Regions from separate parts of the Anser cygnoides genome. Here region 1 is linked to region 2. A link is a contact called in public Hi-C data. All regions are on one chromosome and are shown on one strand. Each heading gives the region's core, a stretch centred on a gene start, on an enhancer-like site or on the middle of the called end of the contact. The rest is flanking DNA. Distances are from core to core; before and after follow the strand shown.

What was found. Hi-C and Micro-C count contacts between places; a contact is called where the count stands out from the background.
Region 1: a contact with region 2 is called in a Hi-C map of liver, with 2.0 times the contacts expected there. The contact joins the enhancer-like site here to the promoter of DNAJC1 in region 2. A contact is called at or near these places in 2 of 7 Hi-C or Micro-C datasets (both in liver).

The regions. Positions count from the first base shown.
Region 1 is chr2:20,121,444-20,128,399 of Taihu_goose_T2T_genome, forward strand. It overlaps SKIDA1 (SKI/DACH domain containing 1), which reads left to right. Exons shown (of 3, transcript XM_066991624.1): 3 at 432-6,948. The coding sequence starts at 2,937. The coding sequence ends at 5,579. Among named protein-coding and RNA genes, the nearest start is that of SKIDA1, 6.1 kb to the left of the region's middle. Within about 2 kb of position 2,003, at least 1 of the 3 cell types and tissues checked has open chromatin away from gene starts, as enhancers often do. A contact at or near this core is called in liver, where this site is marked.
Region 2 is chr2:19,881,442-19,888,094 of Taihu_goose_T2T_genome, forward strand. DNAJC1 (DnaJ heat shock protein family (Hsp40) member C1) reads left to right here and starts at 2,703. Exons shown (of 12, transcript XM_048061736.2): 1 at 2,703-2,986. The coding sequence starts at 2,813.

The DNA.
Region 1 (6,956 bases), core at 753-3,252, 240 kb after region 2:
GCTGTCAGCTGCAGGGACTGCGGGCGGCCCTGCCTGCGAGCCCCCGCACAGGAGCCCAAAGCACCCCAAAAGCCTGCAGATGAAGGGCTTTGCAGCCCAGAGGGGCTTTTATTTCCCTTGTTTCTTTTTTTCTTTTTTTAAAAAATTATTTTAATTTTTATTTTTTTAAGGGGGGTGTTTTGTGTTTTTCTTTTTTTATATTTTTTTTCTATTTTTTTTTCCTATTTTTTTTTTATGTCTGCTGAAAAGCTTTCCCGGACTTTACTGCTCCCTCACTGTTGACTCCCTAGCCTTAACCTTAAAGCAGGGGGAGGAGAGCAGCGGGGAGGGGGGTGGTGTGTGTGTGTGTGGTGGGGGGGGGGGGGGTTGTTGGCGGCGTATAAGTACATCAGGAGGAATTTTGAAACGACCCTTATTGTCTCTCGCTCTAGAAAGACCACGATGGTTCCTTTTTAACGGGAGCAGCTGTTTTCCCTCGCAACTTCGCTCGCAGCCCCCCGAGCACGGCTCGATGCCTCCCTCCCGAAAGGCGCACGCTGCTCCGGCCAGCTGCAGCGCCGGCTGCCCCGGCGGCTGGCATTAGCTGCGACGAGGCATTGTTCCCCCGCTGCCTCTCGGGCGCGTTTAAAGGCTGAAATATCACGAGATCCACCCAGTGAAGCCTTTGCTAATTCGAGGGACGAAATGTAATTCGCTCTAGCTCCGGTTTCTCGGACGGGAAGGCTCTCCTTAGCTTCCCGAGGGGAGAAGGAGCCACGGCGGTTTCGTGCACACATGGATTAAGTTGAACAGCGGCGATTTTTTTACGTCTGCGCGGAGAGCAACAGTAGTCCAGGGCTGACTTTCCTAAATCTCTGCCCTCCGAGTTAGAGGCTCCCTTCAATAGACTTCCTCAATTTCCGGATGCACTCCTCGAAATTCCCAGGTCTCTCTAGAATTCCTGCGAAACTGGGGGCTCGCCTGCATTTCGCCTTGGCATGCGAGGCTGCCTTTTTGGCAGGGCGATCGCGCTCTTTATTTTAGCTCTACCTGACGGGGTAACGCGAACTCCCCGCACCATGTTGCCAATACACGGAGTGGATATTGACATTCGGAATTGAAGCCTTTTTTTTTTTTTTTTTTCCTCCTTCCCTCTCTTTTTTTTTTTTTTTTTTTTGCCAAGTCCCAGAAATCTGAGATGTCTCATTAATCTCACGGATATGTCTAATTCTGGATGTGCAGCGATACATAAAAGTGCTCGTGTTTGCAGCCAGTTGAGCGCTGGATGCACGGCAGAGCCTGGTGATTTTTTATTTTTATTTTTATTTTGCAGCGCCTAACGTGCAAACCGCGAGCATCATTTCAGTGTGACAAGGAAGAGGCACGCAGCTATCGCAACGTTTTTCGAAACCGTCGTGGCTGACACTCGAATAATTTCACGTTTCTCCGAAGAGGTTAAACCTTCGCGCTGCTTCTCCGGATTGATTTCAGGGGGCTGCTGTGAATGGAACATCAAAAAGCTGCGGCAGGGCTACCCCGAGCTGAAGATGCGAACTGCAGAGCAGGAGCATCCTAGCCCGTTGCGGTGCCGTACATTGTGTGTGCCAGCACTTTTTTGTCATTACGTAAAGCCTCTTGGAAGCACCTTGGATATTTCGCATTCTCCTTTCTCTGCTGGAAGCAATCAGCACGCAGGAATCCTGACGTGGGCTCGGGGACTATAGGGCATTCCAGCTCGTGATCCGGCGCGGTTAATTGTGAAAAGTGTATACATTTCTGGCTTATCTATGCTTTGTTATGGGTCTGACGTGAGCCCACGTCCTCCTCCTCCCCCCTCCCGCAACGTTACAGGCAGGATTTCGGTTAAAAGTGGTACAGTGGCGCGGTGCGGGGACCCGCGATATCCAGGCAGCGAAATAACCTTAGTCCCCGGCTGTAAAAAGCTAATTAAGCAGAAGAGGAAAATCAAGAGAAACTCGAAAATGTAAGTATTCCCTCTCGTTAACAGCCGAGCCTTTAACTTCGGAGCTCCAGGAAGGGAAATACCAGGCTGTTCTGCACGTTTTCGCTAAGCTTCGCTTTCCGCACAATGCAGAATAAAATACCAGCTGAAAACGGTTACGTTACCGAAGAATTTTCCACCGCCACGATCAGACTTATGTCCTTTAAAACCACGGCGTGCACAAAAGAGCACCGTTCGGCCGAAAGAGCCTGAAAATACACGAAACGACACGGGAAAAAGCGTGCAAATCCTTCGTCTGGAGCTAGCGAGGAGGAAGTCTGAGAGGTCTGAGTGTATTTGAGCTCAGATTGTTTAATAGAAAGATTTATATACTAACTGTATTATTTACTTTGGGAGGGGAGGTGGCAGTATAAGGGTATGCTAATTAGTGGGAGATTTTTTGGGGGAAGGGGTGGAATATCAATTTTTATTGCATCACCTGTCAGGAGTGTCCAATCAGCGTTGGCTTTAGGGGAATTAATTGATGAAGGTGTCTCCGGACGAGCTCACTTCACTCTGTCATTTTATTTGTAGCTAAAGCAGCGGCGGGAATAGCAGCTGCATTTCTTTTCTCTTCCTCCCTTCACATTCCATTATCATAGTTTCCAATGGAAAAGCAGGGAATGAAAGGGAACAGGTACTGATCTTCAGCAGCAACTTAGAGAAACACTTTGGCAAACCTGATTTTTAAGATTATACACCGATTGTAGTCTCACGGGCTTTTTTTTTTTTTAATTTATTTTTTTTTCTTTTTTAATTTCGTCTAAAGTTTGGCACTTCATTCACCAGGAATAACAGCCTTTGTTATATTTTATTAGCAGGATGCCTTGAGACAAATACAGCATCTGGCTGAGGATTGTGTGTGTGTGGCTTTTTCTTTTTTTTTTTTTCCTTTTTTTTTTTTTTTTCCTCTCTCTCTCTCTCTGCAAATGCTGGGAATAATTTAATTCACGAAATGGGAGACCTGAAGTCGGGTTTTGAAGAGGTGGATGGCGTGAGGCTCGGCTACCTCATCATTAAAGGAAAGCAAATGTTTGCACTCTCCCAGGTTTTTACAGACCTGCTCAAAAACATCCCGAGAACTACCGTGCACAAGCGAATGGATCATTTAAAAGTCAAAAAGCATCACTGCGACCTGGAGGAGTTGAGGAAACTCAAAGCCATCAACTCCATCGCCTTCCACGCCGCCAAATGCACCCTGATCTCCAGAGAGGACGTGGAAGCCCTGTACACATCCTGCAAAACCGAGCGGGTCCTCAAGACGAAACGGAGGAAAATCGGCCGGGCTCTGGCCTCCAGCGACCTCCGGCCGGAGCCCGCTGCCGCCGACCCCTTCTGCGGCTTCTGGAAGGAGAACAAACTTTGGCTGGGGCTCAGCGACCCCCCCCGGCCCCTGCTGCCGCTCCGGAGGAAAGCCCTGCGGCCGGGGGCCGCCGCCTCGCTGCCGGCCTCTCACCTACCTCACATTTTTAGTAAATACACTGGCCACAGCCACCCAGACCTCGCCCGGGCGCCTCGCAAACCCCCCGCTCACTATGAAACGGCGCCGGCGGCGGGCGGCTGCGCGCCCCTCCGCGCCCGCCCCCCTCCCTCCGCCGCCGCCGCCGCCGCCTCCTCCGCGGCTCGGCCGCGGCTCCCGGCCGCCGGGCCCCCGCCCCTGCCCGCCCGCTGCCGCCGCCGCCGCCGCCGCCACCGCCACGGGGCGGCCGCCGCCGCCGTCGCCGCCGCCGTCGCCGCCGCCGCCGCCGCCGCGGGCGTGCTGGGCCCCCCCGGAGGCGCCCGGCGGCCCCTGGCGGCGCCGCGGCCCTGCCGGCCCCGCGGAGCCCCGCGGCTGCCGCTGCCGCTGCCGCCCGGCTTCGGGCCCCCGCCGCCGGGGCCGCCGGTGCCGCCGCCTCCGGCCGCCGCCGGCTTCGCCGAGAGCGGCAGCAGCGACTCGGAGTCCAGCTGCTGCTCCGGCCGCGCCGCCCACGACTCGGACTGCGGCTCCAGCCTGTCGAGCTCGAGCGAGGGCAGCTCGGAGGAGGAGGACGAGGAGGAGGAGGAGGAGGACGAGGAGGGCAGCGGCGGCTCGGAGTCCAGCGAGGGCAGCTCGGAGGAGGAGGAGGAGGAGGAGGAGGAAGAGGAGGAGGAGGAGGAGGAGGAAGAGGAGGAGGAGGAGGAGGAGGAGGACAGCACCTCGGACTCCGACTCCAGCTCGGTCTCCAGCCAGGTCTCGGTGCAGAGCATCCGCTTCAGGCGCACCAGCTTCTGCAACCCGCCCGGCGTGGTCCACGCCAACTTCTTGTACCATCTGGCCGCCGCCGCCCCCCGGCCCCCGGCCCCGGCCCCGGCCCCGGCCCCGGCCCCGGCCCCGGCCCCGGCCCCGGCGGAGCCCGGCGGGCCGCCCGCCCTCCGCGCCGCTCCCGGCGGAGCCGAGCCCGAGCCGCCGGAGGAGTGGGGCCGCCCCGGCTGGGCTCCCGCCGGCCCGGCGCTGCTGTGCTGCTCCGGCGGCCTGGGGAGCTGCTTCGCGGAGATAAGAGCTGATAGGGTATCTGAGCTCACATTCCCACACTCTGAATTTTCCAATAATGCCAAGAGTACTGACCTAACAATTAACTGTGTTGCAAAGGGGGCCTCTTCACCTAGCCCAAAGACAAACAATGCATTTCCACAACAAAGAATACTCAGAGAGGCAAGGAAATGCCTTCAAGCAACTACTACACACTGTGCAGATAACAATACAATAGCTGCTAGGTTCTTAAATAATGATTCTTCATCAGCGGCTGCAAATTCAGAGAAAGATTCCAAAATCCCTCATTGTATTGAATTTGCCACGGATTTGCCCTCTTTACAAACTGATCCTGAGGAGGATGCTGCTTCTCCAGGGGCAGCAGCAGCTGAGCTCCAGTGCACTGATACAGGCAATAAGGCATTGCCATTCCTGCACAGCATTAAAATCAAAATAGAGGACAGCAGTGCGAACGACGAGTATGAGCCTGACCTTACAACACATAAGCTAAAGTGTGAGTGCAATGATACTAAGGATGAGTTTTACGGTGTGACTGAGAGTAATAACCAGGACGCTTTATTAACAGCCAAGGAAGATTCTGCATGCACTGAGAAAGAAACCACTTCCTTAAACCCGCTGACTCAGAGTCAGGTCCTCTCATGCACTTTAGGTACTCCAAAACCTGAGGATGGGGAGTATAAATTTGGAGCGAGGGTGAGAAAAAATTACAGGACACTGGTTTTGGGAAAGCGACCTGTACTGCAGACTCCTCCAGTCAAACCAAATTTGAAATCAGCTCGAAGCCCACGTCCTACAGGTAAAATTGAGACACATGAAGGAACACTGGATGATTTTACAGTTAACAATAGACGCAAAAGGGTAGCCAGCAATGTAGCATCAGCAGTGAAAAGGCCATTTAATTTCATGGCAAATTTTCCCTGTCCACCATCACTAATTATTGGCAATGATGGGGATTTGTTGCCAGCTTATTCCTTAAACACCACTAAGGATTCCCAACCACCTCACAAGGCCCATCCTGTATGGAAATGGCAGCTGGGCGGTTCTGCAATACCTCTTCCACCTAGCCACAAATTCAGGAAATTTAATTAATAAAATAGTTTGGAAAATATTTTCTTGAACCACCTTTAACTTTCTTACGTTTTTAAACTCTGCAGGATGGTTTGTACCAGCCCATTAATGCTATACACGCTTTTGGAATCCTGTTTTATCACATTGTGAAGACAGAAACCGGATTACTATTTTCTTTACCGTTACAACCGTGGTTTTTGTTTTGTTTTGGGTCTTTTTATTTTTTTATTTTTTTACTGTTTCATTTGTTTTTGTTTTTGGTTGGTTGGTGCTTTTTTTTTTTTGCCTTTTTTTTTTTTTTGGTTACATTCCACAGAGTACTTCAGGCTAAAGACTCAAGTTAAACTCAGTTATTATGGTAGAGCTGGAACACTTTACTGTTTAAATGCTAATAATGCACCAGTACCTCAATTCAACTGCTGCAAATAAATGTCAAAAGGTTGAATAATAAATATTAGAATGAGCCATTAAATTTATGCACTAGATTTCGAAAATGGAAGTCTAACTGTTAATTCAGTTAAAGTTTGTTAAGTTACATGGTTGCACAGTAAGGGTTCACTATAATTCAACGTGGCAGCAGCCTACTTTTCGGGAGCTTTGTTTTCGGGTGCAGGGGTGTCTTTTTCTAAGAGCAGTTGCACTTACTCGTTTTTCTCCGGTTTGCAAAGGCTGGGGTCCGCCTGCGACCCCAGGACTGGGAAAAGCTGCCTCATCTGAAACCAGTAAATAAATGTGGAATTCTATTTTTGGTAAAGGGTGTCTTTTTACTTGTACAGCCACTCTTTGCATTTGGAAAGCCTTTTTTGTTTCACCCAGAGGTCTTAAATAAGGTTACTGTTACCCACTAATGTCATACTTAAGTTGTGGTCTGAACATGCCCCTTACAAACTTGCAAAGCAACTAAAATATTTGCCCGGATAGCAGTACAATTTATGGTCCAGCCCCTCACGCTGGCTGGAGGAAATAGCAAAGCAGTAAATACAACACAGAAAGTGAAACGAGAGGCCATAAGTGGCGAGAATACCCAAAATGAGAATACCATGTTATTCAGAGCTCTCTGGCACCAAAACTCAGGCATTTCTACCGTAGCACACTGCCCGGTTTTATCCTCATCTCTTGCGATTTGATTGTTGTTGTTTTTTGTTTCCATACCATCCTCTCTATGTAGCAGAAACGTTTCTACTGCACGTGACAATCAGAGGCAATTATCTATATTTGCACTTAATATCGAAATAGTCGAACAGGCAGACTTCTAGAGTCTAGCCCTCGGTGAGACATGCTGGTATAATATATTGTGATGATGGAAGCAGTAAATCAAAATTATGGAAATTTGCACTGTTGAAAAGCATGCTTTAGCTTTATTTTCAATTAAAAACACTGTTTAAAAATTCCTGATTC
Region 2 (6,653 bases), core at 1,453-3,952:
TAAAAACCTCCTCTGATCCTCTAGCCATTTAAATGTCATGTATACGTGTTAGAAAAAAAATAGTAATACCTCCCAACATGAGTAATTTTAGACCACGATGACAAAGTTGTGTGGAATTTTCTACCTTCTATGCAATTGTGTCAGAGTTAGCAATACCAAGATTTAAATTGTCATCACTGGTCATCTCACCCAGCAGTCACTGCCCCTGCCACTGCAAATTTCTCACATATACTCTTTCAGGCAAGCATTGCTGAATTGGTTTATGTTTGCTTTGTATTTTAAATCTTTTTCTGAATCAGAGAGAGAGAACTGACTTTTAATTTAGCTGCTCTATTTTGTACTGTGGAAGTCTAATGTGACTTGGATTAATTGAAGTGTTGGAGAAGGGGCAAGGACTCTAATGACTCACCAAGAAAAAATAACTGCTTATGACTGAAACAGGAAAACAGAAAAATGGAAGAGACTGACATTATTATGGTGGTACTTCAAGTGTTTTAATAGCATTTTTAGCAGTTTCTTACCAAAATATCAGTATTTATTCTTGGGGTACAGAATGATTTTAATGAAAACTTTTAAACCAAGCTCATTGTCTAGAATTAAAAATAAATAAAAAAATTTAGAAATGTTACATGCAGTATCAGGCCTTCTCTTCTAATAGTTTACAAAGCAGAATAAAAAATGAGTATTTGAATTTCCCACATTTTAAAAACTGATCGGAATAATTTAAGTATGCTGACTTAAATGTAAGATATCTCTTAAATATGTATTTTAAAGAATTATAATCCTATTACCATCAGTGATTTTTTTTCCTGTTATTCTTCCTAAGTTCACATTCCTCTTGAGTGAAAGACAGCATAATTTAGCTGAAGAATTCTGAGATGTTTCTTTCAAAGTAACTATCATCTTCTGCTGCTCTATAAAGGGTTGAAGCCACAATCTACCTGAAATTGGTGGTCAGTGTCAGGACAGTTTTTCCTAGTCTCAACAGAGCTGATCAGCTACTTTTATCACTTTTTGAAGGTTTTAACTTCAGTTTCAGCAAGAGCAACCAGAGATGGATTTTGAAAGAGGTCATCCTCTGTAACAAATTCTGAATGATAAAAAATAAGATCAAAATTAAAAAGGCTTCTTTTCAAAGGATGATCATTGTACTAGATCAGCTTAACTAAAGAGGCTTAGAAGCTAATGAGGCAAAATGAAGTACATATTGAAGATACAAAACAAGGGAGAAAGGAAGGCGAGTTTGGAAAGCATATACTAAGGAGACTGGAGTATTGTTAATCTGACATTTAAAAAAACTCTTTAAGCTGGTTTAGAAATCATACTACCTTGCTGAGCTCTTAATTTGCCCCGGGTTTCTGATGGTACTTTGCATCTTTAAGCTTTGTACCTTATAACCTTACGGGTTGGTAACTTTTTGAATTGAAAGCTGGTATTTTTGTACAATAAAGCTTGAGGCTTGAAAGCAAGGAGAATGCAGACAGACTAGGCAACAAAGGGACTTTATGCTATGAGTACTGGTCTGCAAAAAAGAATAGAAGAAGAAAATAATTAAGAGGGAAGAAAGCAATCTATAACAGATTCAGTTACTCCAGCAAAACAAAGCAGCTGATAAAACAGCTAGCCCAAGACTTCCTCATGACTTTGCAATTCTCTAGGAAAGGATTATTTTTTTAGCTCTGTGATGAAGTGAAAGAAGCACTTTTTAAGATGATCAGAATTAACAGTTAAGCGCTCCTTTTTGAGACGGGTGAATTAGAAAGAAAAAAAAAGAGTCTACATCAGATGTTGGTTAAATTATCATTTCCTGGCAAATGGGTTTAGGTGTCTTTTCAGGAAACAGACCCAGAGGCAGAATTGTGGTCCTAACAGCCCAGAGGGCATGCATATGGGATGTGGAAACATAAGTTTAAATGTCAATCTAATTAATATTTAAGTAGTTTATTCAAAGGGGAACAGCTTCAATAGAAAAGAATGCCTGAGACTCCCGTGAGTTGGAAAATTATAGAATCATAGGATATGATAAAGGTTATGATATGTATGACGGATGAATTATGTATGTATGATATACATTCTATGATATGTGTGATAGAATACAAATTGGTAAGGGTTGTTTCCAGCCCCTGTTCTGAATGCAGCAGGAAGCCAGGTCTGCTCCCACAGCGTTATCCACGGCACTGCTCTGCTGGCGTAAGCGGTGCCCAACTCCTCCTAGGACGTTAGATTAGCAGCTGGGATTTTTGTAAACTAGATTCAGGAAAGGATTTTTGTGAACTGGGGAAAAAAACCCTGCTTTCTGAGGTGGATTCAGAAAACCACGGATGTTTCGGAGGTGGCTGAAAATGCCCTTCCTCAGAGCGACAACCGGGCCCGGGTGGGAAGGGGATACAGCGAGGGCAGCGCTGCGAGGAGCCGGGCTGCACGAGTGAAAGCGAAACAGGCGCTTTAATGTCGGTAACCCGCACTGCTGAGCCCTGCAGGAGGAGGAGGAGGAGGAGGAGGAGGAGGAGGAGGAGGAGGAGGAGGAAGGCCGAGGCAGGAAGGGGAGGGGGAAGGGCCGCCCTGCCCCCCACCGCCTCCACTGCGCCAGCGCCGCCGGTTGCCGGGCTAGCTGACGTCACGCCCCGCAGCGGCGGCGATTGGCCGGTCGGAAATTCCCCCCCCCCCCCGCCCTCCCCTCCCCTCCCCGCCGCCCGCCCCCGCTGGGGCCGGCAGCCGGCGGGGCCGGGCCTGGCGCCTTCCCTCCGCGCCCGGCCGCTGCCGCCGCGCCCGCCCGGCCACGTCCTCGCTCCTCGGCCGCCCGGGGGTCGCCATGGGCCGCCCGCCGCCCGCCCCGCGCCGCCGCCGGCTGCCGCTGCTGCTGCCGCTGGCCCTGCTGGCGCTGCTCCTGCCCCGCGGCCGCGCGTGGGACAGCGGCGACCTGGAGCTCTTCGACCTGGTGGAGGAGGTGCCGCGGAACTTCTACGACTTCCTCGGGGTGCAGCAGGTGAGCGGGGGGACCCCCGGGCACCCCTCCGGGCGCGGCCCCGAAGATGGCCGGCTGCCCCCCCGGCCCCTTCCCCCCCGGGGGCTCCGCTCCCTGCCCGGGAGCTCTGCCTCGGCCCCCTGCAGCCCCGGCGTGTGGTGTGCCCGCAGCCCCTAGCTTGGGGATGGCTTTTAGATGGTGGCGTTCACTTCTTGTGCCTTCGGGTTGCTGTGCCTGGGCTCCGCATCTGCTGGGCAACGCTCGGGAGTATCTCACAGCGATCGTTGCGCACCTTCGGGTAGTTCTTGTCCGCACAAAGTCACCACAGGCACCGCTCTTCCGAGTGCTTTTATCCCAGGTTCCTTGTTGCTGGCCTCGCTGCTGCTCCATGTCTTCAACTTGCCTGCCCTGGAGCCCACCTGATGGCCTTCCTTTCCTGGGCGCTCTGTTCTGCGTGCGCAGCCTTGCTTCATCTCTTCTTACACATCTTAGTGATCTTCTGGTCGCTTTCTCCAGGCAGTATTCCTCTCCTGAAGAACTAATTCTTTATATTATTCTTACTCTACTGCTGTCCCCAAAAGACACTTCATTCTTAGCTTCTCGCCTAGCACCTCTACATTGTGGTGGGTGATCCTGCTGTTCTAATAACTTCTTTAACTTTAAAACCTGTTCCCTGTAGTCCTTGTCATTACTGAGAGTAAGGCTATATTCAGATGCATTTCATTAGGGCCTCCCCTGCAAGGAGAGGGGAGGTGTCTGCACCTGTAAGGGTCCTGTTCTGGAAACTACCAGCTGTGCTTGTAAGATGGTGGCTGGGAGATTCTGAGTCTTTCATCTCTTTTTGTTTTACTTCTTAAGCCTCTGGTGTTAAATACGATGGAATATCATCATATATATACCACAGCAAATACTGCCACGCAAATTTCACTTTCATGAGCCTGAGCGTTTCATTTTTGAATCCTGAAAGGCAATTTTAGTGTTTAGGTAATGTAGGGATACAATTTTTTGTGTTTTGATTAGTGATGTTCAAATCAGATGTTCATCTTTTTGTTCATATCCTGCACAGACCTTTTGTTTAGGGCTGAATCTGTACCTTGCACAATAAGGTTATCAAAATATAACGTTGTGAACTAGCAGAGCACTTTCTTACTAAACATCACGCTTCAGCTCGGGCACTACATTACTAGGAGATCATAATGGAGAACTTGAATCTCCTGCAGTGTGCAAGCAGAGGAAAAAGTTGAGAAAGCTGTACAGGTTTACAGGTTCTTCCACGTGGCATCCTCTCCTGCTGCTTGCTTCTCCAGCTCTGGCCTGTCCCAGCGTTTCAGACGAGGCACCGAAGTAGGGCTCTGACTTGGGCCGACTCGTGAGGTCGCTGCGGTGGTTTGGGTTACCGTGTCCAGAATGTGACTGGTCTTGTAATGGGGTCAAGGAAGTGCACAAATGTCAGGTATTTTGTGCTCTGCCTTGGATGCCTTAACACAAAGCTGCCCTTTACCATAATGTCTCTGCGTTCTGTTTGCGCGTTTCTTCAGGTTTTCTGCTGTTTTCTAGAACTATGACTCAATGGAGTTAATTTACTGGTTATTTTGTATGTCACTATTGTTTTAGTTGGCATGGCTTTGACTACAGTGCTGTGATTATCTTGTAGTTCTGGTGCTGGTGTTTCCATATGCTCAGGTGTTTTTCTTGGGGTTTTCACACAAGAGGGACAGAGACTGTGTGAATATGGCCTTTGTGGCTGTGTCTTTGGACTGTTTCACAATCTCTCATTCATCAAAGCTTGTTGTCTTTTTCCCCCTGTCTCCGTATTCCTCTGGTATTCATTGGTATTCATTGCCTTGTATTGTGTCTTGATAATCCCTTCCCCTATGTATTTATGGGAGAGGGAGATTCAGAGCAGGATGTAAGTTCCATGTCTAAAATGCAGATGCTCAACAGCGCTTATTAGCAGCAGCATATCAGGCCGCCAGATTTCTCTGGACGTCACCTTGTATTTTTTAAAAAAAAATACAGGGAATGAGTCCAATACTTTCTAAAGGCATTACAGCAGCTTAGATCTTGGTAGGAGAATTGTTGTACTGGCATTTTGCTGAGCCTCGCATGCAGTGTCAGAAGCTGCTGTTGACCTCAAATGACAGCGTGACTGTGGGAAGTCCTCTAACTCTCTCGTGTACTTTGATGAAGCATCTGGCTGCTGGATTTTCCACTGGAATTGGAGAGAAATGATGATTTTGGTTGCTAGTCCATACTCACTGAACTGAGGGTTTTGTATTTTGCCTTTTCAATGACCTCGTGGCATTGCGCTGGCAGAGCGTTAGGTTCAAACGCTACTGCTGTCGTGCTTTCCAGCGTCGGTGGCAGGGATGTTGGAGGATGTTATAATGAAAATGAGTTTTGTTGTGAAAGTGGGTTGACAAAGAGTAAGATTGTGACTTAGTTATTCTAATAACCGTGCTTAGTGCTTGAATTCAGGGAAGAGTTGGCTGAGAAATCTGCAAGGGTTTGCGGTGTTTGAGGATGGAAGCGGCCTCTGGAGGTCATCTTATCCAGCATCCCAGTTGAGTACTAGAGGAAGAAGTATCTGAATGTGATGCAAGGACACAATCTATCTGTTAAGCCATTGGATCCATAATAACGTACCGTTTATAAAGGAGAGTTAAACTTAAGATTTTTTTCTACTGCCATTTTGAGCAATTCCTAAATTGCTCTACCTTCCTATTTCTTTGGTTGTGCTTAAATTGATGATGTGATTAACTCGAATGGCTCACTTTAAAATATTACTGTTCTAAAGAAGTTTGATCTAGTAAAATGGAGAGATTAAGATAACCTTTGGCTTGAGAAAAGATTACATTTCCATGTCTTCCAGTTCTTTACCGAAGTTGCGTTCAAATGAGGCAAGTTAGAATCATAAACTCTTGACAGATCAGCTGTAATAATCGCGCCCATAATCACTTCAATATGGAGAGCTTCAAACTGGCAAAGGGATCAGGACCAGATAGCACTCATCTTAAAACTCAGATGAGGTTGCTGAATTAAACCAGAGACTGTGCAGACTCGGTCATAAAATTACCTTGTTACCTGAGAACGTGAACGTGCAAAAGCGATGTCAACTTTTTGGAAAAATTCCAGGAGGATCTGGGGAACTATGAGCTTGTAGGGCAACAAATGCCCCGATCGAGTTAATTCTATCTGTTACAGCTTTTACTAGCCAATACCTGCATAAATATGGTATGCTCTGGATGAATCAAGCTGGCATCAGCTGCACCCGTGCAACTTCTTGCCAAAGTATGCTGTTGATTATAACTGTGTATGTGGCTTCAAGGGGATTGCCCGCTGCTTTACTATTTTTGGCTCGCTGGAAGGAAGGCACTGCAGGCCTCGGATGTCTTGTGAAACTTCAGGATTTGTTCTAGAATACAAGAGGTTTGATGGAGAGATTTTTAGGAAATGTTGCTTGTTTGCTCGTGTTAACAACGCTCCGCAGCGTGCTGATCATGTGAAGATGTGCTAAAGTGCACGAGCTGTATTGCAAGAATCGAGCAGGGCAGGGCGGTGTGCCTTGTATCAGTTGGGACCAAGGAATCTCTGAATGAGGCTTTGGCTTCTGCTGGCCATCAGATAAGGGAACAGGTTTGTATTGTAAGTTCTGCTGGGCCCAGGCTGTGTATGAAAGCAAACAAAG